Regions from separate parts of the Oryctolagus cuniculus genome. Here regions 1, 2 and 3 are each linked to region 4. The links are chromatin contacts, called in public Micro-C maps. All regions are on one chromosome and are shown on one strand. Each heading gives the region's core, a stretch centred on a gene start, on an enhancer-like site or on the middle of the called end of the contact. The rest is flanking DNA. Distances are from core to core; before and after follow the strand shown. Region 1 overlaps RAD51B (RAD51 paralog B). Region 2 overlaps RAD51B (RAD51 paralog B). Region 3 overlaps RAD51B (RAD51 paralog B). Region 4 has its middle 23 kb from the start of ZFP36L1.

The links. A called contact is a pair of places that touch in the nucleus more often than the background predicts.
Region 1: a contact with region 4 is called in a Micro-C map of ear pinna, with 4 times the contacts expected there. The contact joins two enhancer-like sites. A contact is called at or near these places in 2 of 6 Hi-C or Micro-C datasets (ear pinna and skin fibroblasts).
Region 2: a Micro-C map of ear pinna shows a contact between it and region 4, with 11 times the contacts expected there. The contact joins two enhancer-like sites. A contact is called at or near these places in 5 of 6 Hi-C or Micro-C datasets (ear pinna, embryonic fibroblasts, psoas muscle and 2 more).
Region 3: a Micro-C map of ear pinna shows a contact between it and region 4, with 4 times the contacts expected there. The contact joins two enhancer-like sites. A contact is called at or near these places in 4 of 6 Hi-C or Micro-C datasets (ear pinna, embryonic fibroblasts, skin fibroblasts and 1 more).

Annotation. Positions count from the first base shown.
Region 1 is chr20:14,011,016-14,014,922 of mOryCun1.1, forward strand. All of the region lies in intron 7 of RAD51B (RAD51 paralog B), which reads left to right. Among named protein-coding and RNA genes, the nearest start is that of RAD51B, 300 kb to the left of the region's middle. Within about 2 kb of position 1,601, at least 4 of the 8 cell types and tissues checked have an H3K27ac peak or open chromatin away from gene starts, as enhancers often do. A contact at or near this core is called in ear pinna, where this site is marked.
Region 2 is chr20:14,111,966-14,116,015 of mOryCun1.1, forward strand. All of the region lies in intron 7 of RAD51B (RAD51 paralog B), which reads left to right. Among named protein-coding and RNA genes, the nearest start is that of RAD51B, 400 kb to the left of the region's middle. Within about 2 kb of position 2,171, at least 4 of the 8 cell types and tissues checked have an H3K27ac peak or open chromatin away from gene starts, as enhancers often do. A contact at or near this core is called in ear pinna, where this site is marked.
Region 3 is chr20:13,821,377-13,825,290 of mOryCun1.1, forward strand. The region is part of intron 7 of RAD51B (RAD51 paralog B); the gene reads left to right. Among named protein-coding and RNA genes, the nearest start is that of RAD51B, 110 kb to the left of the region's middle. Within about 2 kb of position 2,080, at least 1 of the 8 cell types and tissues checked has an H3K27ac peak or open chromatin away from gene starts, as enhancers often do. A contact at or near this core is called in ear pinna, where this site is marked.
Region 4 is chr20:14,711,925-14,715,943 of mOryCun1.1, forward strand. No RefSeq gene overlaps it. Among named protein-coding and RNA genes, the nearest start is that of ZFP36L1, 23 kb to the left of the region's middle. Within about 2 kb of position 1,602, at least 4 of the 8 cell types and tissues checked have an H3K27ac peak or open chromatin away from gene starts, as enhancers often do. A contact at or near this core is called in ear pinna, where this site is marked.

The DNA.
Region 1 (3,907 bases), core at 351-2,850, 700 kb before region 4:
AGGCTCCTGGGGTGACTCTGGAATGTGTTCTCTGGTCTGGGCGTTACATCAGCATTATTATTTGCTTTGTTTCAAACCTTTATCTTTTAATAGTTACTGAGTTCCAGTACTCTTTGTTAATCTTATTTCGACATAACAATAATGATGTCATTTTCTTTGGAAAGTTTTATGGAAAAAAAAATCAAAAGAAAACATAGCGAGTGATTTTTGTCCTTCCTCTCCGGTTCATCTTCGGTTTGCTTTCCCATGGGCTTGGCCAGTGCCTTCGTCACTGCGCTGACTGCCCTAGGTTGCTCTATGCACGTTGCGGTTTCTCCCGGTTGATGTTGGGTACCTTTATTTCAGAGACAGAGTCTTTAATCTCCTTGTACCAGAATTAGAGGTCCCCGCTTATCTCAGAGCGTATGTTCCAAGATGTTCCATTGATGCCTGATACTGCAGATGACCCTGGTACTGAAACCCTCGAGTGTGTGTGTGTGTGTGTGTGTGTTCCTGTGCAGCCATACCTATGATAAAGTTTAATTTATAAAGTAGACATAGTAAGAGATTAATAACAATATATAGTAAAAAAGTAGAACAGTTATAATAATATACTGTAATAAAAGTTATTTAAAATTTATGTATTGTTTATTTCTGGAATTTTCCACGTAACATTTTTGGACTGTGGTTGAGCAATAGTAACCATATAAGTGGAAAGCAAAACTGCAGTTAAAGGGGGAACTACTGTAGCGTTTGGTAAAGATGTTAAAGAATATATGTTAGGTTGAAATGTACATAAGGATGGAAAAGTTAGGTAATTTAGCTAGTGTTGTTTTTTTAATGTCATAAAATATGGTTTCCATAGTACTGAACCAAAGGTGTTTTGGAGTAAAAGAAGCCACAGTTTGAGAAAAGAAGATAATTGCTTTATGGCCTTGCAGATAAACCAGTGTATATTCCCCTACCCGTCTACACTATAAACTCCTCTTCAGAGTTAGGATCCTTGAAGCTCTTGGAAGGCTGCCTTTTCTGAGTTTGTGCTTTCCCTTGATATCAGAGTGTTCTTAGTCATATAAGTCTCTTAGCTCGTTTCTTTCTTTTTTCTGCTTGGTGACTGATTGATTTAGATAATTACTGACCTTATATGTAAATTTTTTATCAGAAAGCAGACAGAGAGAAAGAGGTCACAATTCTTATCAAGTCCCCATTAAAAACTCGATTTGGGGAGGCTTATTATGTTTTCCGGGGTACAGCTACAGGACACTGGTTTTTGTGGACAGGTCCCTCGCTGGGTGGGAGGGCAGAGCTACTGCAGCTTCAGCGACTGCCTGATTTTTCTTGCCTCCTTTACTTTTCCCATCTGTAAAATGAGGCTGCGTGAGATGACCCCTGGGGTCCCTTACAGCTCGTCTCAATCTACAGCTCGTTTTGCACTCTGTCAGGATTTCATATATTCAAGGTCCCTAGCTGACAAACAGGGTGTGGGAGCGGAGGATGCCCAGCCCAGTCCCAAATAACCACAATGGATTTTGCCCACACATATGTGCTAATCCCCAAAGAAGAGGAAAATACAAGTGGGCCAGGGACCGAACATGAAAAGGGTGACAGTGAGCAAAACATTTCAGCAGGCGCTGAGCGCTTCATTTCCTGGCCCGCCTGCCCTGGGAAGGGCTGTGCCTGCCAACTCCTTCGGGCCATCAAGACCAGAACTGGGGCCAGCTCTTAATTGTGAGCTCCCCTCCCCATACCACACACGCAAACCACACAGGAAAAGTGTCTCTCTCCCTTCGTATTTGTGCCTTTTGGCTACACTTCTATTTATGCCAAGTCCTTGCCTAATCCCCTTCCTTCCAGCTGTCTCTCGATTCTGCCAGTTGCTTTCTGGGGGCTTTGAAAAGCAGCTGCAGGCTTCAGAGGAGTCTGGGGGTGGAGGCGTTGGTGGCGGTGGTTGCCGGGGTGTGGGACTTTGTCAGGACCAGCGGTCACTCTTACCTGGCTTATGGGCCATCTGAACAGTGTTCTCACTCTCTTTCCTTGGCACATGGTAGAGCCGATGGCTTTGATTTTTTCTCTCCTCCCTTCCTCTTGGGGGAGTTCTTTTCCCCTTTACATTCCCCAGCCGTTTTGCCTGTGAACATCCTGTGAAAGATTTGGTTTGTCTTGGGTTATGTGACCAGGCTATTCATCATCATCATCTTCTCCCCTCCCCCCTTTCTTTCCACATAAAACATTTATCTATTGAACGAGTGTAAGATGGATAGCCAGAGCCTCTGTACTCTCTCACAGCCTAGAAATTTGACCCTGTCTCAGCTCTGACGGTGCAACCCAAATATAGGTCTCCCAAGACCCAGAGAGCTCTGGTCATCTGTGGTCTGGTGGAGAGCTGGGTTTGGTGTCTTTTCACCCCTGGCCTGTGGTGTTTTCCCACAGAGCTTGTCCGCATCCCGCTCTGGTTGCTTTTTACTGATGGCAGCTGAGCAAAAAAGCACTTGGTTCTCATCATTTTGAAAACCAAGGGGAAAAAAAATCGGGAAATCGGGCTGAAGAATCTTGGCTGACTATAAGGAGAAACCATGTGTTAGGAAGGTTTTAAATCCTTCCACTATGCGCAGACTGACTTTGCTGGCCCGAATACTGCAAGCAAAACAAAACAAAAGCCCTACACAGCCATTGCCTTTTGTAGCAGAGCACTGTCTTTGTTGGTGAACAGAGCTTTCTTAGGTACAATGGCCTGTTCTTCTCTGCCACTCTTTCTGGAAACTCTGTGGACTATCCTGCCCGTACCTGACAGTGCCAACCCACACCCCTGTTTATGTCAGAGGAGCTCAACGTAGTCTTCCGAACCTTGTTGAGAAAAAAAAACAACAAACAAACAAACCCAAGGCATGTCTGTATTGGGGTTTGTCTCATATTTTCTCATGTCTGTATTTTGTATTTTATTTAAATTAACTAAAATGTTACATGGAGTTCAATTCAAACAGTGAGTCTATTTGATAACATTCTTTGGTGATAGGATTCAATATTATTATTGAAGTGTTTTTATTCACCTTGGGACTATGGTACTGTGAAGCCACTTGTCTTTCATTTTGGTCTGTGTAGCTTCCCCAGTCCCTAACATGGTAGATTTTTTTTTTTTTTTTTTTTTGGACAGGCAGAGTTAGACAGTGAGAGAGAGAGACAGAGAGAAAGGTCTTCCTTTTCCGTGGGTTCACCCCGCAAGTGGCTGCTACAGCCGGCGCGTTGGGGCCAGTGTGCGGCGCTGATCTGAAGCTAGGAGCCAGGTCTTTCTTCCTGGTCTCCCATGCAGGTGCAGGGCCCAGGGATCTGGGCCATCCTCCACTACCCTCTGGGGTCACAGCAGAGAGCTGAACTGGAAGAGGAGCAACCGGGACAGAATCCGGCGCCCCGACCAGGACTAGAACCTGGGGTGTCAGCGCCGCAGGCGGAGGATTAGCCTAGTGAGCCGCGGCGCCAGCTCCTAACATGATAGATTATGCTATTGCTAAGGCTAACTAACCCTTCTCCTGCTCTTCCTGCCCCCATTTCTGCGTTGTCCATGCTTCATAGAATCCAAGTATGGAAAACATCAGAACTGGAAGGGTCCTTATGTGTTAGCTATCCAAGCTCCTCATTTATAGATGAGCAAAATAAAGCCCTACAGAATGAACTTGATTAGGTCAGGGTCACATACCTTCTAGGACCCATGCTCACAAGCCTTTTTTTTTTTTTTTTTTGGACAGGTAGAGTTACAGATATATATAGAGAGAGATAGAAAGGTCCTCCTTCCGTTGGTTCACTCCCCAAATGGCCGCTACGGCTGGTGCTGTGCTGAAGCCAGGAGCCAAGGGCTTCTTCCTGGTCTCCTCTTCTATGCGGGTGCAGGAGCCCAAACACTTGGGCCATCCTCCACTGCCCTCCTGGGCCACAG
Region 2 (4,050 bases), core at 921-3,420, 600 kb before region 4:
CAGTTTTGGTAGAAATAGTTAATCAAGGTAACCTTTTCACTGTTAGTGAAGCAGAATTTTGAGAGACATTTAGAGTCACCTAATTTAAACTATAATTTGGGGTGGGCATTTGACAGAGGGGTTATGATACTGCTTTACATATTAGAGTACCTGGGTCCAAGTCACAGCTTCACTCACTCCCAAATCCAGCTTCCTGCTGTTGCACACTCTGGGAAGCTACAGTGATGGCTCAGTAGCTGGGCTCCTACCACCCGTGTGCAAGGCTCACACTGAGTTCCCAGCTTGCGGCTTTGAACTGCCCCAGCCTCAGCTGTTGTGGGCATCTGGGGAGGAACCAACAGATGGGATATCCCTCTGGGTCTGTCTTCTTTTTGAATAAAAATAATTGATTATATTTTAAAAAGCTATAATGTTCATTCTTCATTAGCTTGCGCAGGTTTTTTTCATATGTTTCATGATCTACTTGAACATTTTCTTACTTAATACTTGTTTGTAACACTAATACCTGATATTTGAGAATGAATACTAGCACTCAAGGATGAATTCAATATAGAAGCCCTTTCTACAAAGGGTTACACACATGTAAGTGACAAGCATAAATCAAAGGAGGGAATAACATATGGGGGGAAATAGGTTTTCTGGTGTCATGGAGTGCTTTGTAATATGAAAAATGCCTTGTCAGGTAATACATATGTAAAGATACTTCAAAAAGTTCATGAAAATAGAATTATAAGATAAGTTCATTTTATTTTATTTTATTTTATTTTATTTTATTTTATTTTATTTTTTTTTGACAGGCAGAGTGGCCAGTGAGAGAGAGAGACAGAGAGAAAGGTCTTCCTTTTGCCGTTGGTTCACCATCCAATGGCCGGCACGGCCGGCACGCTGCGGCTGGCGCACCACGCTGATCCGATGGCAGGAGCCAGGTACTTCTCCTGGTCTCCCATGGGGTGCAGGGCCCAAGCACTTGGGCCATCCCCCACTGCACTCCCGGGCCACAGCAGAGAGCTGGCCTGGAAAGGCAGAATTACAGGGGAGACAAAGAGACAGAGGTGAGGGGAGAGAGCTTCTGTCTGCTGATTCACTCTCCAAATGGACCCAATGGGCAGGGCAGGGCTTGGAGGAGGCCAGGAACTTTATCTGGGTTCCCCTGTTGGTGGCAGTAGCCCCCCCTCCACTGCTTTCCCAGATGCATTAGCAGGGAGCTGGCTTGGAAGTAGAGCAGCCGGGACTTGAGCCAGAGCTCATATGGGATGCCGGCATCACAGACGGCGGCTTAGCCCATTGTGCACAACACCAGCCCCAGCAAGAGAAGTTCACTTCAGTACCGAAAAATGTTGAAATGCCTGCCTTTCCTAACACCTATTATCCATGAGCTTTCTGAAGGCTGCTCAAAGCATGGGTTTAGATAAGTTTTGTACTAAAATAAACTTAACTTTAAATCCCCCTTGCCGTGAACTTTTGGAAGGTCCCTCACACAGAACAGTTCTGTGGAAGTAGGAAGAGCACCGCAGCAGATGCCCGGAAAACAGGATCGAAGCCCCAGGGCCCCAGAGAGCAGCTCAGAGATCCTGCAGTGGCTGCCAGCACGGCCAGGGAGCTGCTGAGTGGGGCGCAAACGGGCCCACCGCTCCTTCACTGCCTCACAGTGCTTTTGTCACATAAGTGATGATGCTTTAAAAACCGGTCCCTGTTGACTTTTGCCTCTCTCCTCTCCGCAGTGGCTACACTTTGCCCAGTTCCAGCTAGTCTCACTTTCTAGTTTGCCTTACTGTGTGCGTGCTGCTCACTGTACACATGGAAGGCACGGGCCTCTTGAAGGTGGTTCAGAAAGGCTTTTCTGAGGTTCTGCTGCTTCTCTGGTCCACGTCCTGACCTGCAGGCTCAGTGCTCTCTGGAGGCCCCGTTGCAACGAGAGGGACCTGTTGGCAATGCGCCCCCCGCCCTCTGCAAGCTGCCAGCGTAAACAGAACTCTGAAGTTTTAGACAAAAATGCAATTTAGCAAAGGTCCTGATTCTCGTTTTGCTCCCCTCACACAGCATGTGTTTTTAAAAGCTGTTACGTGTTTTCACCTCCAACACTAGGTGGCAGAATAACTACACCGCAAAGCACCGTGTCCTTTGTTTCTTGCCAGTCGGTGGGGAGCAGGGACCAGAACAGTGAGGCATAAACCATCTGTGGCTGCATGAGATTGCAGCAACCGACCTGGCCAATATTTTCTTGACAGGGAACTGGCTGCAGTGATTCTAAAACATATGCTTCCAAGATCCTGTCTTTAAGGTTTCCTTTCCCCCCACCCCCTCCCAGCTCCCCTGCGCTCTGTTTCTTCTGCCCCATTGCATTCTGGTAGCAGAGGGCAGACATGGCCTAGAGGCAGCATCTCTGAAACAGCAGGTTGGGATGAAGGCACCCCGTGGCACGGGCACTCTTGCCTTCGTGTGCCAGCGAGTTTCAGAGGTTCTGGGGGAGAAGCCCCAGAGCCCTGTGTGGCACCGCAAGGCTCTGGGGGTTCAGCTCCAAATGCCGCCTTTGGCTCACTACTAAGATATGCAGGACAGGATTTTGTTTTTCAAGGACAGCCTCTTCTTGATTCAGTTCTTTAGGAGTTGGGAGTGTGGCTGCGTGGTTGGTGGGGCCGCATTGCCTCCAGTTTCTTCCTAATGATTCGCTGGTGTCTGCGACCCTGGCTGCCTCCCATGCCACGGGACAAACAGCTAAATAAAGCTGCAGCACAGGTTTTGTCCTTTCGTGTTGTGAAGAGAGTGAACTTGGGTTGCAGAACTACTTCTACACGCAGGGAGGGAGTGGGGGCCGTTGCTCAAAAAGTTCTTGGAAAATGCTTATTAGGAAAAAAAAGGATGCCTGGATTTTCAAAACTTTTTGCACCAGAATAAACTCTTCATTGCAATTTCCACAAACTGTTTCAAGTACCCTTGTGCATACCAACTTGTAATAATACTCTAGTACACCCCACATTAAGGATCGCCTTTAAACCAAGGCTAAATATGTAAAATGGATCCAACAGAAAGATATTATTTTAATTACAAAAGCATTCTTTACAACTGGAATCACAATCAAGTTTCATTAAATAGTGAGTCCCTGATGCGAACAGTAATTGATCCATCTACAAAAATGTAAAAAAAAATTAAATCTTGAATTCTCAGGGACCTGCTTGTTGCATGAAACAAACCCAAACCAACCGGCCTCAGCTGTTCCACGCGTGCTCCCGTCACACGCTACACCACTTTCCAACTGGTGTGCTCAGGGCTTTTTTTTTTAGTTTTTAGCTGGGGTGATAGGTAGTACCCTACATCTGCACACACAGCACAGTTACGTGAAAAGGTGCTGTGGAAGTGACCACGGGTGAATCACATAATTGGCATCATCCTGTAGGGTAGGGATGTGGGGGATTTGTTTATTTGTTTGCCTGATGGAGCTGCAGTTCTTTCATTAAGAACAAACTCCATGACTTTTGACAATACCCTAAACGTACGAGTACATAAATCAGACCAAGGCCATGAATCGCAGATCACCACCATGGTGATGCTTTGAAGCTGGGAGAGGGTGGGGAGACTTTCTTGTTTGTTAAGAAAGAAATGTCATAAAAATTCCAAAGCAGAGCTCAAATTTCCAGGGGGAGGGGGCCTCTTTATTGTTTCCTCTAATAGCTCCTTTGGCACTTACTGAATAAATGTGTTGCACAAAATAACCCTAGATTCAGTCTCTGAGCTGTAGCCTGGCTCTGCTCCCACTTTTGTGTTTAGCATCCATTCTGAATTATGTATTTATGACAGTTTGGCTCTTGTTTGTCACCCCACCTTCCTCTCTCCCCACCCTACCCCCCATTTGTCCTGTCTGTATTTTCACACCCCTCCAGTTAATTGATATCTTCTGCTCCGAGGGCCGTAGCAAATGTGTGAGTGCATTTTTTCTGCGGATCTTCGCCATGCAGGCCATGCTTTTAAGTGTCTGGAATAGAACGATGGTAAAAATGAGTCACGGCTTGTTTCTATATTTGTTTCAGAGTCAAGAAGCTTAGTTTTCTCACT
Region 3 (3,914 bases), core at 830-3,329, 890 kb before region 4:
CATGGTTAAGAAATGGTTTCTAGAGCCAGAATGTTTGGTTGCTAACTGGCTGTGTTGACCTGCACAAAGAACTTAATAATCCCTCTTATCTGTAAAGTGGAGATGATACCAAAGCACCTTCCTCAGAAGTTTTTGTGAAGATTAAGTGAGACATTGAATGGAAAAGCACTCGACGACATCTTAGTGCTGCAGAAGGTTAAGCTTCTACTTGGGACGCCTGAATCCTGTATCAGAAGGCCAGTTTAAGTCCCAGCTACTGCACTCTGATCCAGCTTTCTGCTAAGGCATCTTGGAAGGGAGCAGATGAGAGCTCAACTGCTTGGGAAGCTGCCACTCACAAAGGAGACCAGAATTGAGTTTTGGCCCCTCCCTGGCTCTGGCCTGGTCCAGCCTTAGCTCTTGCAGGCATTTGGGGAGTGAATCAACAGATGGAAGATCTCTCTGTCTCTGTCTCTTTTCTTTTCAAGTAGATGGAAATAAATAAATAAACATTGAAAAGAGAAAACCACTTGGAACACCATTTGGCAATCAATAAAAGTTTGGTGGCAATCAGTAAAAGGCTCCAATAAAAGTTTACTATTATTATTAATGCCCCTCTAATGATAGAGGTAGACATTTTGTTCCCTATGGTGCTACTTTATGATGAATTCAGGCCTATTTTAGAAGAAAGGGAGAAGAAAACAGGCAAATGGCTGCTTAGATACACATGGAGTGAATATATATAATTTGTTTGTGTGAGTATGTGTGTGTATAGGTATTTACAACCAACTATATTGTGTAAAAACATATAATGATGAATGGGCATTTGGCCTAGCGGGTAAGACGTCTGCATCTCATATCAGAGTGCCTGGGTTCAGGGTCCATCTCCAGCTCCCAATTCCAGCTTCCAGGTAATGAGGACTCTAGGAAGCAACAGGTAATGACATACGTAGTTGGGTTATTGCTGGTCATGTTGGCAATCTGGGTTGAGTTCTCAGCTCCCAACTTCTAACAAACCTGGCCCCAGCCATTGTGGGCATTGAGGGGAGTGAACTAGTGGAATGGAAACTCTGCCTCTTAAAAAATAAATAAATAAAAATTTAAACATGTCTAATGGGAAAAAATGAACACTTTCTTCATTTTGTTGAAATAGGACTTTAAAGTGAGAGATTTAAAATTTGCTACATTTCTTATTTCTGCCGCACTCCGGGTTAAAACCAACAAGCGATAGGAACAACAGACACACTAGATGGCGCCTTAGACTTAGTTTTTATAGAAACCAGTACTAACTGGAAAAAGACAACTAAAGCACATTTTAATGAGTCTTTTTTTCTCACCATTAAAACAGTTTCATCTTAGAGTGTGTGCCTCTAAGAAATAAGAACTTTTTTGACAGAACTGGAGGAAAATTTCAGCAAAAATAAATATCCTACTTGCTAGGTTTGTGCTTGGAAAGTATTAGATGTGTTTTAAGCCACAAATGTATAAGGAAGTTATTTTCTTTGAAAACATTGCCTTATTTCTGAGTGTTTTTTCCCCTCTTTGTGTTTGTAATTTTAATATTTCTACTCTTTCAATCTTTTGTTGTTAGTTTCTAAAAATGTGGTTGTAAAGTTAATTTGAATCACATCAATTCCTATTGTCGTATTTTAAAACTTATCTGTTTGTATTAAAATATTAATTTAACAAGCCAATATTAAAGGATATCATGTGGATATTTCAAAAAGTTCATGGAAAATGGAATTAAAAATGAAGTTTTAGTATAAAAATTTTGAAATCCATGCATAATTTTTTTTAAAGTTTTTTTATTTATCTGAAAGAGTTACACAGAAAGAGAAGGAGAGGCAGAGAGAGAGAAAGGTCTTCCATCCACTGGCTCACTCCCAAACTGCTCAAAATGGCCAGAGCTACGCTGATCCAAAGCCAGGAGCCAGGAGTTTCTTCTGGGTCTCCCTTGCAGGTGCAGGGGCCCAAGGACTTGGGCCATCTTCCACTGCTTTCCCAGGCCATAGCAGAGAGCTGGATTGAAAGTGGAGCAGCTGGGACTCGAACTGTTGCCCATATTGGATGCCAGTACTGCAGGCGGTGACCCCACCCGCTACGTCACAGCACTGGCCCCTAATTTTTTCAAAATATCCAATTTCATAAACTTTTTGAAGTCTTCTTTAATAGTATTTTCTTTTTTTATAAAGTTTGTTTTTATTTATTTGAAAGGTAGAGTGACAGAGAGAGAGAGAGAGAGAGAGAGATCTTCCATCTGCTGGTTCATTCCTCAAGTGACTGAAAGTAGCCACGGTGGGGCCAGACTGGAAACCAGGAGCCAGGAACTCCATCTGAGTTTCCCTTGTGAGTAGCAGAAACTCATATACTTGAGCCATCATCTGCTGCCTTCCAGGGTGCACATTAGCGGGAAGCTGCATTGGAAGTGTAGTTGGAACTCAAACCCATACTCCAATATGGGATGTGGATATCCCAAGAGCAGATTAATTTGCTGTTCCACAGGGTCTGTCTTCTTGGAGTATTTCTGATACTACTGTACCTTGCTTCATGCACTTGGTCTTGTTTACTCTTGCTAAGAACTCTACAAAAATTGCATTCATTTTATCAGTAAATAAGCTATCGGATATTTAGTAACTTTCCAGCCTTATGTACTTAGTAGTATTTATGTACTTGACTGGTAGTTGCTGCAAGAGTTTCATCAATGTATTAAAATTATATTTTTTTGAGCACCTACCATGTTCCAGGCTTGCCAAGCACCAGGCAAACTATAGTGACTTAAAGTTGCCTGGGCCCCGCCTACATGGACTTTTTTTTTTTTTTTTTTTGACAGGCAGAGTGGACAGTGAGAGACAGAGAGAAAGGTCTTCCTTTTCCGTTGGGTCACCCTCCAGTGGCCGGCGCACCGTGCTGATCTGAAGCCAGGAGCCAAGTGCTTCTCTTGGTCTCCCATGGGGTACAGGGCCCAAGGACTTGGGCCATCCTCCACTGCACTCCCTGGCCACAGCAGAGAGCTGGCCTGAAAGAGGGGCAACTGGGACAGAATCCGGTGCCCCGACCGGGACTAGAACCCGGTGTGCCGGCGCTGCAAGGCGGAGGATTAGCCTATTGAGCCACGGTGCCGGCCGCCTACATGGACTTTTATAATTGAGAGATAAATTGACAGAGTTTTTTTTTGCAATCTACCGGTTTGGGAGTGGGACAAAAAAGATACACAGATGATTTTCATTGTTGGATAGACCAGGGAGACTTTTCACTACAGAAAGAATGATACCTAGCTATATTCCTGCATTAAAACATTTAATCAGATGTACTCATTGTAGCCAAAGGAGAGGCAGTCCTCCCTTCTCCCTGCAACACTGACAGTTAAATCATAAATCAACATTTAAAAACAATGTAAACTAAACTGTCTTCTAGATAAGAATCAGATAGAGTAAGGAAAATCTGGCTATGCTAGAATGTCAAAATTTTCCACTGATGAAGAGGTATTAAAATATCTAAAGCAAAGTGTTCATAGTGGGAGTCTAAGAAGTTAATATAATTTTTGCACAGTCTAAGACTTGGTGATTTCTAGATGGCTTCCCTAGTGCCATTTGTTGATACCCCTAATTGCCATGTGCCCTTTTTAACTTGGGACATTTAACATTTTTTCTTCAGTTGATTTTTCTTTAAAAGCTTAGATTTTCTTATCAAGTTGTATGCTATTGAAGGGTATGTGATGAGGAAACACAGAGCAGAGTTTGAAATTGAAGTCCTTGACTGGGCTACAGTAAGTCCATGGAGCTCCTAACATTTTGTGAAATTCATGTATGTATATGCTGTATTAATCCATCTTCAGTCAGCATAACAAAATACCTGACGCTGAGTAGTTTGTAAAGGAGTTTATTTAACTCAGGGATTTGGAAGTTGAAATTCTAAGATTGGGGGGCCCCATTACC
Region 4 (4,019 bases), core at 352-2,851:
GCCTGGGTTCAAATCCCCGCTCTGCTACTTATTAGCTCTGAGTATTGGGCAAGTTGCTTAACCTCTGTTCCCTCTGTGAAGCGAGGGTGACAGGAGCCTCCAGCCTTCACTGAGAACAGCAGAAAGCCAGGGATAAGGTAGCCAAGGGGCCCTCCTCCACCCCCAGGGGTTCTGCAAGAAATCAAAGAGCCATCATTTGGGACAGGAGCTAAAGAAGGGGCAAGTTTTCACAGGAAGTAACCTGCAGATCTGCACCGGCTGGCCCAGGGCGGACCCCAGGGCCTTTCTCCATCAGGATTCAACCCATGGACCACCAGGCTTTGGAGGCTGCCTCCCATCTGGGATGGGAGTTCTTCCCCCCCCCCCGGGGGGGGGGGCAAAGGGGACCAGCAGAGGACATGCCCCACATCAAGCTGAGGGGGACAGGCCCACGTGCCCAGGCCCAGGGAGAGACACCACCTGGGGCCTCCGAAGGGGGCTGGGCTTCCCCGGGACGGGGAGGGAAGGGTTAAGCCTGCTGGGGCTCCTGGGGGAGGGATCACCAGCTATAAACAGCCGGCCTGGGAGGGAGGGAGCTGACACAGGATGTGGCCGGGGCTCGGGCTGTCTGATTATTAACTCCGCTTTTATTTGGAGGGGATTCGAGTCTCTGTTTCACTTCCCATCAAGGAAGTGAAAGCGCAGGTCTCGGAGGGGCCTGGTTTCAAATTGTTTTGTCACAGCTCATTTATTTTTCCTCTTAAATAAATAAACAAAACCACCCCTTTGTTTTCCCCTTAATGAGCATTCAGCAAATCATCTGTGGGTGAGCCATGAAAGGGGTTTTCTGGAGCCCTGGGCCGGGGACTTCTGGCTTCCTCCGAAAAGGAGAGAGGGGCTGCCTCTTCTCCCGGGCGCCCTGCTCTCTGCCTCCAGCCCAGCCCAGGCGCCTCCAGCACCCCCCCGCCAGGGGCCGCCGCCCACCCACCCAAGCCCCCCACCCCCCACGCAGGTCGCTGTCCCCACCTGGGACTTGGGGGGGGGGTGGGGGGCTGAGATCCCCGCTTTTTGTTCTCATAGCGCCCTGACGTTTCCACTCAAAATACCATAAAGCAATTAAACACACAAAAGGATTCCATTACAGGGCCTAAGAAAACACCAGTGCGCGTTCCCGGGCCCAAGCTTGCACCGCCGGCATCCCGACCACGGCACAGGCAGGCCCTTCCCGGTCCCTTTTCTGAGTGACCTGCGTGGGGAGGGGGACGCGGCGACCCCCAGCCGCTGCTCCCTGCAGTTCGGGGGTGCAGAGGCCCGCAGAGCAGGGAAGCCACATGCTGCCAAGGGGGCTTCCTGGAGGAGCTGGTAACATTCAAAACCTATTCTGGAACTGAAAAACAGCCCAAGGGACGGACACACGGGCCAGTGTGCGCCCGGGGCCAGCCGGGGGCCAGCGCGCGCGGAGGCGCGGGGGGCTCTCGGAGGCCGTCGAAGGGCCTCGTGGCCACTCGGAATCAGCGCCTGGGACCCCGACCCCGCTCACGGAAGCCACACCGCCTTCAACTGCCTTCACTTCAACAAACAAGGGGCAGAAACAACGGCGGTGACTGGGGCGATCCCCACGGCCCAGCCCCACCCCGGGAAGCCCCTGGGGTCCCCAAGTTGTGGAAAGTCCTCTCCCCCCGCCCCGCCACGGCCCGGCTGCTCGCAAACCCCAGCGGCCGGCTCCCCTGAAGCGGCCGGCTCCCCTGAAGCGGCCTGCTCCCCTGCAGCCGCCGGCGCGCGCGGGGTTAAGCCGGGCCCGCCAAGATGGCCGACTTGTTTTGCAGCGCGGGGTCAGGCGGGAGGGCGCCCTTTGCCCCCGGGGAAGCAGTCAAGGTTCCGCCGCCCCGCCTGGCGGCCGGCCCGCGTCGGCCTGCCGGCCTCTCCTCCCCTGCGCGCCCCGGGGCCTCGCGAACCTTCCAGGCCAGGCTCGGCCTCGGAGAGGGGAGACGGCCAGGCCGGCCCGGGCCCACCTCGGACACGCGAGAGCCGGGGTGCACTCCGGCCGGGTCCCTTCGGCCTCTCGGATGGTCTGCGGCTGGGGGTGGGTGGAGGGGCGGCGGCGGCGGCGGCGGCGGCGGCGGCGGCGGGGACGGGACCGCGTCCTGCGTCCTGGCTCCCCGCGGGCGCCGCTCCAGCCGCGCGGCCTCCCGAGGTGGCGGTGGACGTGGTCACACTGCCCTCCAGTGGCCACACCGCCGACCGGCGCGCGCGCGGGGCCTGCTGGGGGTCCAGGGGGACTGCCCGGTGCCCCCACAGAGCCCTCGGCTGCGCGGGGGCTGTGCTGTGCGACCCCTGCCCGGAGCCTGGCTTCCTTTCGTGGTTCCCAACCTTGAGTGTGCGACGGAAGCTCCCGGATACTTTGGGCAAACCCGGTTTGCTGGGTCTCACGCCCGAAGTCAGAGGACTGGCTTTTCTAACAGGACAATGAGCTGGGGCCGTGGGCTGCCCCGCAGAGGGCCTCCCCGCAGCACTTCGGACAGGGGCGACAAGGAGTGACCAGGGCCAGATTTCTTTAAGCAGATACCCTCGGCAGGCCTTGTGGCTCTGCGGGTTAAGCGCCACTTAGGATCCTGGCATGGAATTTGAATATGGAATTTGGAGTTTGGAGTGTGGGCTGCTCCACTTCCTATCCAGCTCCCTAATGCACCTGGGAAGGCAGTGCAGGATGGCGCAAGTGCTTGGGCCCCTGCACCCGCGTGGGAGACCCAGATCCATCTGGTCGCAGCCTGGCCTCGTGGCCATTTCAGGAGTGAACCAGCAGGTGGAAGAGTGTGTATGTGTAAATAAATAAATCTTTCAAATAAGTATTTAAGACAGATACTCTCAGAGGATTCCACTGGAAAAGGTGTTCAGTTTCCTATATAGGGGAAAAAAAAAATAAAGAGATAAAGAAATGAGGTGTGACAGTTGGGCCCTGATCTACGATGGCTCGATTTAGGATGATTCACTGAGGGTGGTTCCAAAGCCATCTGCACAGAGTAGAAACCATACTTCCGATTCGGAGCTCGGCTCTTTCCCCGTGGTGGATGCCACTGTCGGTGCTGCAAGAGGCACAGGAGGGGGGAGGGGGGTACGTTCCACGGTGTCCTGTGTCGCGTAGCAAGGACGTCCGTGAGCGAGGACTCTCCCCCTAGAATATTCTCAGCTTACTACACGTTTATCGGGGTGCAAGCTTCCAGAAGTGGAGGAGCACCTGTGGTCAACCTTGGCCTTGGGGAGGCTGGCGGGAAGGCTGCTAAAGCTGAGGCCTGAGGAGCAAGGCGGAGGACCCCAGGAAGGGGGGTGGGAGGTGGCGGGCAGAGCCGAAGGAAGAGGCAGGTATTGGATGTAGATGCAGAGGGCGGAGGGGAGGAGCCGAGGGGGTGGGCCAAGGCCAGGGCCTCTGAGAGCCACACAGCTGGTCCTCAGAGTCCTGTCTGCTCACAGGGGCAAGGCCTGCAGGGAGACGGGAACCTGGGTGCTAGGCTCTCAGCCCTGCCCTCAGCACCCCACGTGGGGGCCCCACCTTCTGTGGCCCCACCAAGAACCCTGGGCCCATGGAGTTCTCACTGTCTCAGCCAGCGCAGCCCAGGCCAGGAGAGAGAGGCAGCAGGTGCGCTGAGGATCTTCCAGGAGATGGGTTCCCGTTTCGTCTCCTCCCTCCCCGGGTGGGGGGGGGCCGGGGCCCCGCCATTGCTGCAGTGAGTGTGTTCAAGCACCCGGTGTGTGCTCTGTGCTGGGTGACTGACTACAGTGACGCGTGAATCTCGCCCCAAAGCAGTGAGCCTATCCTGGGCTCGCCCTGCTGCTCCAGGTACCCTGGAGGGCACACCGGTGGGCTCTGCACCCACCCCACCCAGCTGTCCCACCCAGGGGCGGCTCCCAGGGTGGGCCGGGCTGCTGAGTGGCTGCCAGCAGCCCTACCATGAGCACACAGGCTACCTGGGGCTGAGCGCCCACCCTGTCTCTCTGCAAGCAAGCACCTTCCCATAGACCCCCCCCCTCCCAACACCCATACT